Regions from separate parts of the Zea mays genome. Here all the other regions are linked to region 1. The links are chromatin contacts, called in public Hi-C maps. All regions are on one chromosome and are shown on one strand. Each heading gives the region's core, a stretch centred on a gene start, on an enhancer-like site or on the middle of the called end of the contact. The rest is flanking DNA. Distances are from core to core; before and after follow the strand shown.

What was found. Hi-C and Micro-C count contacts between places; a contact is called where the count stands out from the background.
Region 2: a contact with region 1 is called in a Hi-C map of bundle sheath, with 2.9 times the contacts expected there. The contact joins the promoter of LOC100284831 here to the promoter of LOC103647431 in region 1. A contact is called at or near these places in 2 of 25 Hi-C or Micro-C datasets (bundle sheath and tassel).
Region 3: a contact with region 1 is called in a Hi-C map of ear, with 2.1 times the contacts expected there. The contact joins the promoter of LOC100193730 here to the promoter of LOC103647431 in region 1. A contact is called at or near these places in 4 of 25 Hi-C or Micro-C datasets (ear, leaf and tassel).
Region 4: a contact with region 1 is called in a Hi-C map of ear, with 5 times the contacts expected there. The contact joins the promoter of LOC103649150 here to the promoter of LOC103647431 in region 1. A contact is called at or near these places in 5 of 25 Hi-C or Micro-C datasets (bundle sheath, ear, leaf and 1 more).

The regions. Positions count from the first base shown.
Region 1 is chr2:186,646,625-186,649,459 of Zm-B73-REFERENCE-NAM-5.0, reverse strand. LOC103647431 reads right to left here and starts at 1,529. Exons shown (of 5, transcript XM_008671972.3): 1 at 918-1,529; 2 at 1-812. The coding sequence starts at 1,117.
Region 2 is chr2:186,816,897-186,819,596 of Zm-B73-REFERENCE-NAM-5.0, reverse strand. LOC100284831 (Calmodulin-like protein) reads right to left here and starts at 1,366. Exons shown (of 1, transcript NM_001157726.2): 1 at 536-1,366. The coding sequence starts at 1,227. The coding sequence ends at 685.
Region 3 is chr2:186,512,347-186,515,239 of Zm-B73-REFERENCE-NAM-5.0, reverse strand. It overlaps LOC100193730 (alpha/beta-Hydrolases superfamily protein), which reads left to right and starts at 1,504. Exons shown (of 4, transcript NM_001138818.1): 1 at 1,504-1,772. The coding sequence starts at 1,614.
Region 4 is chr2:186,858,772-186,861,646 of Zm-B73-REFERENCE-NAM-5.0, reverse strand. LOC103649150 (DNA glycosylase superfamily protein) reads left to right here and starts at 1,540. Exons shown (of 5, transcript XM_008673484.4): 1 at 1,540-2,287. The coding sequence starts at 1,717.

The sequences.
Region 1 (2,835 bases), core at 280-2,779:
GCGTCCACTTCCCGGACGACGCCACGCTCTCGCACACGTCGGGCTCGTTCGCCGGCCGGAAGTCCCTCGCCGTGAGGAACCGGCCGCTGCGGGAGGAGACGTCGACCACCCGTCGCTCCTCGGGCTGGTGCGCCGGAGGCGGCGACGGCACGAAAGATTCCTGGACGCGCACCGTCACGGCCTCCGGCTCCCTGACGAACCCCCGGAAGTCGCGCTCAGTCAGGAACTGATAGTTGTGCGTGGCCGCGACGGTCTTGGGTGGCGCTGCCTCCTCCTGCGCAACCTCTCCGCTCCGCTCTTCTGCCGGCTCCTCCGCCAGGAACTCTGTTTCCTCTGCTTCGTCGTGCCGGTGTTCTTGCATGTCTGCCGCCGTCTGCAACGGAGCGAATGGTTCCAAAGGAAAGTGTGGTTCCTTCTCTTCCTCTCGTTGTCGTCCATCATCGTCTCTCGCTGCTGTCAGTTCTCTCGAAACTACCGCCGTCTCTTGTCTTGCCGCAGTGAATTCTCTCGAAACCAGCGCCGTCTCCGTTGGAACTTCGGGCATCTGGTGCTGAAACCTGAAGCTGAGGCTAGTCGCCGTCAGCGCAGGCGGCTCCGGCGCGACAGGCCCGTGCGCTGTGCCGTCGCCAACGCCGTTGTGCTCGTATGCGGTCATGCCCTCCATGAAATCCTCCTCGGTCGCCTGCATGAAGCTGAAACTGCGCATCATCTCCAGAACCCGGTCATCTCCCCTGCCCGACGCCTCCCGTTCCTCGGCGGCCGGGAGGAACCTATCGCGGCGCGCCTTCTTCCTCTCCTCCGTCTCATTGTTCCTGCAAGGGAGACAAGACCCCCAATCAGTCCGTCGTGTGCCAACGAGCGCGGCGATCCGCACGGCCGATCAGAATCCAGGGTTCATGAAAGTTTTTGAGTTGTACCTGGCAGGCTTGGAGGACGAGCCGGAGACGATGTGGATGGCGGCGACGAGCGCGACGGTGAGGAGCCAGAAGAAGAGGGGCGAGGTGGAGTACCCCACCACGGTGCGGACGAGTCCGAACGAGCCGTTCGCCGCGGCGGGGCCGCTCACGCCCGCACGGCCTCCGGCGTCCATGGCTAACCCACCGTCCGAGACAAACATGCCATGAACGGAAGCAAGGTACCCGCCGCGGCGTATGTAGCGGGCGGTGCGACGGGATGGGACGACCTACCGATGGATCCTACTACCCCCCGCTCGCTTTCTACAACGCGCCGCGGAAGGGGGGAGGGCGAAGAAAACAACTTGGCACCAGTCGTGCCCGCCCGTATCGAGCGGGCAGTGGAGAGTGGAGACGAGAGGAGAAAGAAGAGAGATAGAGTAGCGACTGGGTGCCTGGGGAGGCTCTGGCTTCAAAAGAAAGACCGCGTCGCGCTACAGGGGTTTGCCACCTACACATTCGACGTGACGCGCACGCGCCGGGCCGAACCACTACACAGACGAAGGCGTGCGACCGCGCTCGCCGGACGGACCCCGCCCGACCCAGATCAAACTGACTCCTTTTCGTTGTATGCCACTTTGGTGTCGCGGGTGGGTTAGGTTAACTCGGCCAAGTTAACAAACTCCGACCCGAACGCTGGCGCGGTGCCGTCCCCGTCCAGCCGTCCTAACCCCAAACGACCCCGTCGCCTTCCTTTTCGTTGTATGCCACTTTGGTGGATTTGCACGGCACAAGAAACGAACTTAGAGGTTCGCTGACTAACTTAATACATTTTATCTAACTTTGTAACTAAGGTTAATTATTTAATTTAAATGACTAATCTTAGATAAAGTATGATATAATTATTTAGTTAGTCACAAACCAAACAGACATTTAAAAGACATTTAAAACTTCTGATGACAACGGGGAAAATATATATTTCAGCATCGCGTCATTGGTTTTGGTTGCCTTTTCTCGACGAGTGGTACCGTTGGCGCCTTCCACCATTTTTATTATGGGTTGCTTTTCTTATAGCCGAGAGATTCTTGTCACGTAGGAGTAAATAATAATGAATGAATGAATTTGGCTCTCGTCACATACGTGCGGGAACGTGGGTTTCGCTTCTTTTTAAAACGATGCATCCGTGCGGATTTGGAAGAAAAAAGGGTGCTACGGAGTTCACTCGTTCCTCCTTTAGGTCCCCGTAAAAGCCCGCCATCCTTAGCCTAGTCAATACCTGAAGTTAATTTAGGCCTTGTTTTGGATTGAATGAGATTGGAAAAAAAATTAGTACTGATTTTGACTTACTATGAATTTTGGACATGTTTAAATATACTATAGCTAACTACTAAGATTAGCTAAAGTTATCCAAATAGTCTAGCTGTTATTTATTATTTTTACCAAATTAACCATTAGTTAGCTAGCCAACTCCACTAGCGATATTTAGCCAGCTAACTATTAGCTCTAATGCATTTAAACACCATCTTAAACTCACAAAATCCCTCCAATCCACGTGTATTGAGGTCAAACTAAGCATGCCCTTAAAGGGTAGAGCTATCGAGACAGCTTCATTTGGGCGTCGGTTAAAAAGTAGTAGGAGCTGATCTTCACACCAATCCAAATATCTCACTCCGCAACCCACCACACATTAGCCACGTAGAGATTGTATCTACATTTAGTGTTTGTTTGGAACTCGTAGAGGTAATAATTAGCTAGATAACAAAGTGTTAGATGGAATAGATGTGGATGCACCAGGTAACTATTAATAACTGACTATTAAGACTGATCCAAATACGGGGTACACATCATGCGAGGCGTACGCGAGATGCCTCCCCACGGCCATTGTTCACGGAGGCATAGCTTGCAACAGGGCATGCATTTGCATGCCGTGGTCGAGGAGAGC
Region 2 (2,700 bases), core at 117-2,616, 170 kb before region 1:
AGATAGTGAGTCTATTAGAGATAGTCTTAGGATATATACCCAACATAAATGACCAACATGCTATGGCAACCTGTTTGAGTTGGCTATGGTAACATATTGAGTTGTCCATTTTTTTTCCGAACGAACTAGTTTTTCCAGCTTGTATAGGGAAATGATGTGTCAATAAACAATTCAAAATTCATTGGTCCAGAGTTAAAAGCTTTTGCCGAATTTGTGTGAATTTTCAGAATCAAAAGTTGAAGAAGTTGTAATAAAGTTTTGACTTGCAGATCTTTTCAAAAGGAAGTTCAGAGTTTTGAATTCCTAACCAAACCGGTGGAAAGTTTTCTCCGAAGAGATTTTTAGTGTGCGGAATTTTCCGATCCCGATTTAACGTTTTTCAAATTGAATTCCGCAGTTCGGCACAAGTACTTGGATCATGGTATTTTGTTCAAAATCGAAAGGGATATAATTTGATTTAGGATGTTTTCAAACGAGTTTGAATTTTTTTCCTAAGATTTTTCCATTGTGTGGGTGAGAGGAGTATATATACACATTTTGTTATATGTATGCATCATTCGGCTCCATTAATTTCAGCCAAGAAAAAAAAACATTGGTAAAAGAACGAACGAACAAAGAATTTCTGAACAAACGCGACCGGACCATCTTCTGATCCGGCGATCCTGCGAAAGAACGGTATCCGTTTCAGTGGCTGGTTTCCATGAGCTTGACGAACTCGCGGAAGTCGATCCTGCCGTCCTTGTCCTCGTCATACGCGTCGATCATGCGCTGGCACTCCGCCTCGGCGGCGGCGGAGACGCCGGACTCGAACCCGAGCGACGTGAGCACGGCCCGGAGCTCCGCGGCGTCGATGAACCCGTCGCCGTCGCGGTCGAAGACGGCGAACGCCTGCCTGGCCTCCTCCACTGTCGCCTCTTCCTCCTCGAACAGCGCGGCCGCCTCCTCGAACCCGACGGACTCGGCGCCGGCGCCCATCAGCCCGAGCACCGCGTCCAAGTCGACGGCGGCGGCAGCGGCGGCAGCGGGCTTAGCCGGGGACGGAGACGGCGGTGCCGGGGCGGTGGCAGGGGCGGCGTCGCGGCGGCGGGCGGAGGAGGATGAGGAGGAGTAGGACTTGATGACGGTGGTGAGCCAGAGGAGGATGGCGTTGATGGAGAGCGTCAGCACCGCCTGTGCCACGGACACGTTGTAGGACGCGGTCGGCGCGGAGGAAGAGGCCATCTCCATCGCAGCTGCAGTTGCAATTGCAGCGGTGTCTGTCTCTGGGAATCGGGTCCTGTAGCAGTTGCAGTTGCAGTTCGGCGACGGCGAGCTCCTTCCTTCGCTTTGCCTCCTTCCGCTGGGTTTGGGCGTTTGATGGCTTGATGATGATCCGTGGGCGCGGCGTGTATATATATCTGCGGGAGGAGGACTGGAGGAGGCGAGGGGCGCGGAAGGCGAGAGGCGAGACGAACTGGAGAGACAGGTCACAGGCGGCCTTGTCGTGCGCTGACTGACGGAAACGCGAAAGCGGCCGGGGCCCGGGAGAGAGCGAGACGGTTCGCGACGCGCTGGCAGCTTCGCGGAAGGAGACGAGGCCGTTGTGGTGGAGGAGTAGAAGCGCGCGGGGCCGGAGCGTCGGTCGTGGGGGAGCGGGTGGAGCCGGCGTCTTCCGCGCGGGTTCGCGGTGGCGTGGGAAATGGGATGGGACGTCGCCGTCGACGGGCGGAGACTTGTTGACCCAGGCGCGTCCGTCTCCACTGATCTCCCCCAGTCTTGGAGTTGGAACGGAACGAAGAAATTCCACGCAGATGCAGCGTCCCTCTGCGTTGCGCTTTTGCCACTTCATTGGAGTTTGGTACGGCGGCTGGACGGACGTGGGTGGAGGCGTGGAGCGAAGGACGACGATTGGTGTGGTCCAATGGATTGACCGCCCTTTTGCGGTCGGATGGACGGAATTGATGTGTAAATTTCGTGCCAAAAATCTTTTCACGAAAAACGCCCAAGCCTTAGTTTACCTCTCCTACTAGCAGCGGAACAAAGGACTTTGAATCAAGAAATACATAAATATCATCATCTTATATATATATATATATAGTTGTCCGTGCGTTGCCACGGCTTACAACAATACACACGTAAATTATCTATCAAAAAAATTCAAGATTTTTTATTGATTGTCTCCGCTCTCTGTATAATATATTTTTTGATTTTGCTAACTCCATGCAAATATGTCTTGGTACAACACGATCAATAAAGTGAGCGATTAGAAAAGAGTTCACAATGATCCGCTGAATGAACAGAGATTATAAAATGGCATAATTCAATCATACAGAGACCAAATAAGAGAAAGTTTGTGAGATCAATTTATAAAATAAGTCCCATGAAGTCAAACTTATAAAAAAGATAAATCAAAATATGGAGTGATTGCTAAAGTCAGGCATCAATAAAAACTGGATGCGCTCCATATAAATTACGCTACTTCGTAGCAATTACTAACGTTTAAAACCAACAAATAACCTTTCATTTTGCTGTTAGTGTGACAAATTATCGTTGCTCCATCCAATTCAGCAACCTCAAACACCATGTAGTCCATTGTGCCAATGTGGTCTCAGAAACGACCTAATGCTTGCAAGAGCAAATAACGTCATGTCGTGTTTGGCTGTAGCCTCGGCCCGTAGTGCTAGCCCGGTTCGACACGATTATTTTTTTTTATTTTACAAA
Region 3 (2,893 bases), core at 255-2,754, 130 kb after region 1:
TTTTGTGTTTATATCTATTCAATGGATCATCATTGTTGAATGCTAATTAATTGTATATTAATGTTAATAACAATTGTCAGTAGAGCAACTTTTTGTTGGTTGCTAAATGTGTCATTTATCAACTTACCGTTGGTTGCTAAATGTATAATATACCAACCTATCATTGGTCGCTAAATGTACAACAATAACAACAACCGATGGTTGGTCGCTAAAAATATATCGGTCGCTAAAGTCTTAGCAATGACACTTACAACATCCATCTTTATGGGTCACTAAAGATCTTAAGCGACCAACCGTAGGTCACTGAAGGAGCTTTTAGAAACCAACCGTAAGTCATTGCAAATGAACCGTCGTACAATGATGTTGATGCGGGTCAGCAGTATCGGGTCGACCCTTCCCTTTCGCCGGTTAGCTTGGCACGAGACCTACTCATTTGTCCCGCCTCGCGGGGTTGCTCGGTAGAGGGTTGGTCGTTCGCTCTGCCTCGCGGGGTTACTCGGTAGAGACTTGGTCGTCCGCTCTGCCTCGTGGGGTTGCTCAGTAGAGACTTGGTCGTCCGCTCTGCCGGGGTTACTTGACAGAGACTTGGTCGGTGGACCGTTTTAAGGAGTTTCTTGAGCTTTGTTTGGACACCCCGTTCCCAGGTGCCCCATAATGTCCATGCTCTGCCCGCGCTCGTGACTGCCGCTACCGTCCAACTGCCACCGTTGACTCCATGTGCAAGCTATGTCCGCGCTGAAGGCAAAAAAATGGAGCAGTGATATCAAGCGGAAGCTCATCTGCCAGATTTACCGGATGACGAGTGCACTCTGAAGTTCAGTGGATGTTTTAGCGTTCGTTATTGGAGCCTTACAGAATGACCAGTGGCGGTCCTAACATTTTAGAGGCCTGATACAAGGTTTTAAATAGAGGTTCTTCAAATTATTTTTAATATATAAATGTTACTAATTAAATACTCAAAATACATCTAAAAATATTTATATCAAATAATAAATAAATAAAAGGATATATATATATATATTATAGTATCACCTTGAAATTTTCTTCTAACATGTTTAGATATTCATTACTTTTTTACGGGCTATTGGATCACATGACTAGAATTGGACCCTATAAATTCAGAGGCCCGGGCGATCGCCCCTCTGCCCCACCCTCAGCGCCACCACTGAGAATGACGTGAACTGGTAATTATAGCGGACAATAACTTTTAATGTGTATTGTTGAAGACAGTAATATATTTACAATGATATAAGGTACCTAGTAAAAATATAGTGGTATGGAAAGAACTGTTAGGATGCACGGAGTAGGACGATACTGGGGTGGGTCTGAAGGTATTTGCAGCAGTTTATTTATTTTTATCTCCTATTTTAAACACTGTAAAACTTTGTCTTGTTTCTAAAAAACTGTTTCGAAGCGTTGTAGTTTATTTGTTTATAAAACAGTTTATTCGTTTGGAAGGTATCTGCTTGCGAATTGCGATAGCGAGACTCATGCAGGCACACAAGGGGGAGTTCCCGAGTCCACGGCTGCACACGTCGTCGCCTCCTCTCCACTCGCACACTCGCACCCTGCGTCCGCCTGCCGCCTACCCCAGGCGGCCCCCTCCCATCGCCATGCCTCCGTCCGCCGCCGCCACCGCCGCCGCCTTCCTCTTCCCGGCCGTCGCGATCCCCTGCCGCGTGTTCCCTCAACGGCGGGCGAGGAGCCTCGCCGTCCGTGCCGTCGCCTCCCCTCCAGCCTTCGCGGTCAAGCCCGCCCCGCTGCCCTCCAAGGTGCGATCGTCCAGCGCTTACTCATTTGCTAGCAATGTACTGTTCGCTGGCTCGGTTGCCTGTCTGGTTGAACTCAGTGCCTTACTGAGATCGCTGTGTTGGGCGGTTGAACAGGTAGCGGAATAAGCCCAGATTCGTTGCGCTTGGTTGGAATGCGAACTGCTTCGATGTGCTTTGAGATCCCATATTGCAGGGCACATGGGGTTGCGATTCCGAACTTCTTATGGTTAATTAATTAGTAACATAATGGCTATTTCCGTTATCTTCGAGTCTATACTATACACTAGCCCTATTCTCATTCGCTGAAATATGGGGGTGGGTGGTGCAGGTCCTGAAGAAATTGCCATGTCCACAAAATGAAAATGCAATAACTCTTTAGCTCTTATCTTGTAGGGAATACATTATACGCTTTAATGTTAGTTTTAGGTTTGAAACGCTACCGGCAGGCAACATGCATCATACATGGTTAACCTTAGTCGGGGTTTGTGATTGTAATATATCTTCTCTTCTTCACATTTTGGGAAATCATTGGAAAGAGGGTGAGTGTTGAAATATGAAGTGTACAAATATAAAGTGAACTGCCACCTTCCCCATCAGCTTATTGGTTTGAATTAATCATGTATGTAACTTAATAGTAATAATAAATGATTGTTAACCAGATATTTCTTTGATTCCTTAGAAGAACTGAGCACTTAGGGCCAGGGGAGCTCAGCCAAATGATATTTTACAGAGAAGTTATGGTAGAGTATGATCCTATGTAATGAACTGAGCGGTTGGGAGCTGAGAAAACTAGGGGCATATTTGGATGTGCAGTAAGCTTTGCTTGCCTGGCCTCGCTGCTAGTCAAGGCTAACCTTGCCCATTGTGGCAAGCCAATTCGGCTCTCTCGCTCCAGCAAGAAAAACTAGCTTGTACAAGTATGGAGGCAACACGACAAGGTAACCAAACATGTTTCTATATCCTGTTTCTGGCTGGTCAAGGCGAGGCAAGGCTCACATATGGAACCAAAAGTGCTCTCACTTGTCCTAATTCTTTTCCTACATAGTTTATCATAGAGAACCATTTCTCCCTGAGAATCACTTCCTACATATAATCAGGAGTAGAAGCCTTAGCAGCCATGT
Region 4 (2,875 bases), core at 291-2,790, 210 kb before region 1:
CTGCCTCTGGAGATTGCGGTTCTTGAGGCGCAGGGCGCGCAACTGTAGCTGTTCTTCTGCTGAGACGCCGAGGACTTCACCGTCCTCGGTGAGGTCTGCGCCCTCCGGTGGTGCGAAGCCTGAGGGCCGCTGCGGTTGTCCTTCAGGGTCGCAGGTGCGGAGGGTGTCGTCTTCGCAGGCGCGAGGAACATTGTCTTCAGTGGCCTCTTGGTGGGTGGAGTGGGTGAGGGCGAGGGCCTTGCCCTTTCTTGCGGCGAGCAGTGCTGCCTTCGCAGCCTCGTCGGCCTTCGGGTTAGCTCTCTTGGGTGCCATCGCGGGTGGTTTTCTCGTAGCACGAACGGTGGACGCCAAATGTTGGAACTTGCTCTCGGTCGCGAGGGGATCCAACAAGGGTGAACAGTGGTGTCAACAGGGCACACGCGCTAGATGGCAAAAGCTCTGTTAATCCGGCCTCTCACGGGCACTGTGCAGGGGTATTTATAGGTACCTGAGCGCGCAGCGCCTTGAGCTAAGGACGCATGTGCCCTCAGCTACCTAGATTATCCCCAGAATATTCCCATAAAGCGGGGTTACAGACCGTAATTACAGGGATGTCTTTACAAATTAGGCCCGTAACGCACGGCGGCCACGCGGGGCCCGTAACGATGGGCCGGATCACACGTGGGCCTCTGAGCTGGACGAGGCTGCACTGTGGGACGCCCTTCGTCGCCAGTCTTCGTCTGGTGCGGTACATGCGAAGGGTGTCCCTGCCTGTTTTGTCTCTGTTAGCTCAGCTGCTGCAGCGAAGACTTCGAGCGAAGAGTGGCGCCTTTGCCTTTGCCCCAACAGGATGAGCTGGAGGCAGAACGTGCACCGGGGGTGCGCCTGGATTCCGCCGTTGAAGGTGCGACTGTGGGATGCGGGAGGGATGCGGCGGGCGAGCGGGATGCAGGAGGGATGAGCTGGAGGCAGAACGTGCACCGGGGGTGTGGACGCCTACAATAGACTTATAATTAGTAGTAGAGATATATATCAACTCATTAAAAATAATTCAATTTATTATTTTAAAAATAGAAGTAATAAGATTATTAAACTGTTTGGGTTCACCAGCTCCATGGATCTGCAGTAGCGACCGGCCAGGTCAGGATTCAGGAAGGAAACAAGCCAATAGGGCATGCATATCTCATTTTATCCATCAGAAAATCTATATATCCCTGCTTCCACCGTCTGGTACAGATCGACGTGCTCCGACCATGCATGGCATGGGGCGTACGTGGTCTCGTCACTTTCGTGCATATATATGATCTCTACTAGCTAATCGCCATGATTAACTACTGCATCAAAGGTCCGTCGTCTGTATAGTTACGTTCCCCATGACGACGACGACGATACGGTTTCGACGTGGCACCTACCGCGCGCGTCCGCATCACCCCTCCTTTTTCCGATCCCTCTGCGCGGCTGCACCTCCCACCCACCGCGCGGCGCGGTGCGGCCCTGCGCGCCACTCCGCTACTGGCTGCTACAACACGCTGCGGCCGCTACCGCGCTATCTACTTAACCGGCTCATCACCTGCTCCGGCTCTTCCGATCGTCTCTCGCTTTCGCTCACAACGCGCGCGCGCGTCGGCACAAGCTCACTTTACGCGCGCGAGAGAGCACAGGCACGGGCACGACTCCACTCTCTCGCGCGGCTAGGTGTAGGTGTAGTGTAGCTAGCACGCTCCAGTCCCCCGGGCCATGTCGTCGGCGGCGGCGGCTCCCCGTGTGCCCGGGGCCGCACGGAGGCTGTCTCAGTCTCCGAAGCCGCCTGGAGCCAGGGACAAGGAGCCGCCTCCGCCGGCGTCGGCCAGGAGAAAGAATCTGCTGCCGTCGCCGGCGTCGGCCAGGGGCGCCGCGGCGTCCATGCTACTGCGCCGTGCCGCAGTCGCCGGTGGTGGGCGGGGGAGCAGCTACGTGCACCCGTCGTCCTCGCTCAGCGTCTCGTGCGCGTCGGAGGCGTCCACCGAGTCATTCTGCAGCCGGGCGTCCACGGGCCGGATCGGCCGCCGCCCCGCGGGCCCGCCCGCGGGGGCTCCCCGGCGGAGGGCGGCGGGCTCTGCCGGACCTCCCTCCGCGCGGCCGGCGGCGGCGGCGTCGGCGTCCAGGAAGGTCGCTAGTAGCGGCGTCGTGCCAGGCGGCGGTGCAGCGGCCACTACTGTTCACCATCAGGCGGTGCCGCCGGTGGTAGCAGGCGGCTTGTTGAACGGAGAACCCACCGCGGCGGCGTCAGCGGGGCCGCCGAGGTGCCCCTGGATTACCCCTAACAGTGGTAGGTGGTCAAAACAAATCATTCATGAGCTTATTTATGGCTATTTTCGGTAAGGTCAAGACACATTTGCTAGCTTATCGTATGTATACGAAGACCTACAACATATATACTAGACACTTTAGACGACTGCTTTTCACCTTTAATTTGTCATGAACTCATGATAGACATCATGCATATATATTCTTAGATTATTACATCTAGATTAACAGATATCAATTGTAACAATATACATACGTACACAGTTAGTGCCAGCCCCCCCCCCCAACCCCCCAATCAATTTGGTTGGAGAGATCAGAGCATGTACAACACACATAAATGTCTTACATATCTTAAAGGGTATTAAAAACACAAGAGACAATATCTTGTAAAGGAACGTCTCTGGCACAGTTCTCTAAGTCTAGATACGGTTCCACACATACAACTCACGTAAATGAGTCGTACTCAAGAGGCTCTAGTGAATAAAATATAAGGCTTAGATATATTGGATTGTATGAAGGGGTTTCTTAGGTGTATCTAGTGCTTAAAGAACCATAATATAGTATCTAGTTTGTATATGCCATTAGGTAGAAGTGAAGACGCGGCTGGTCT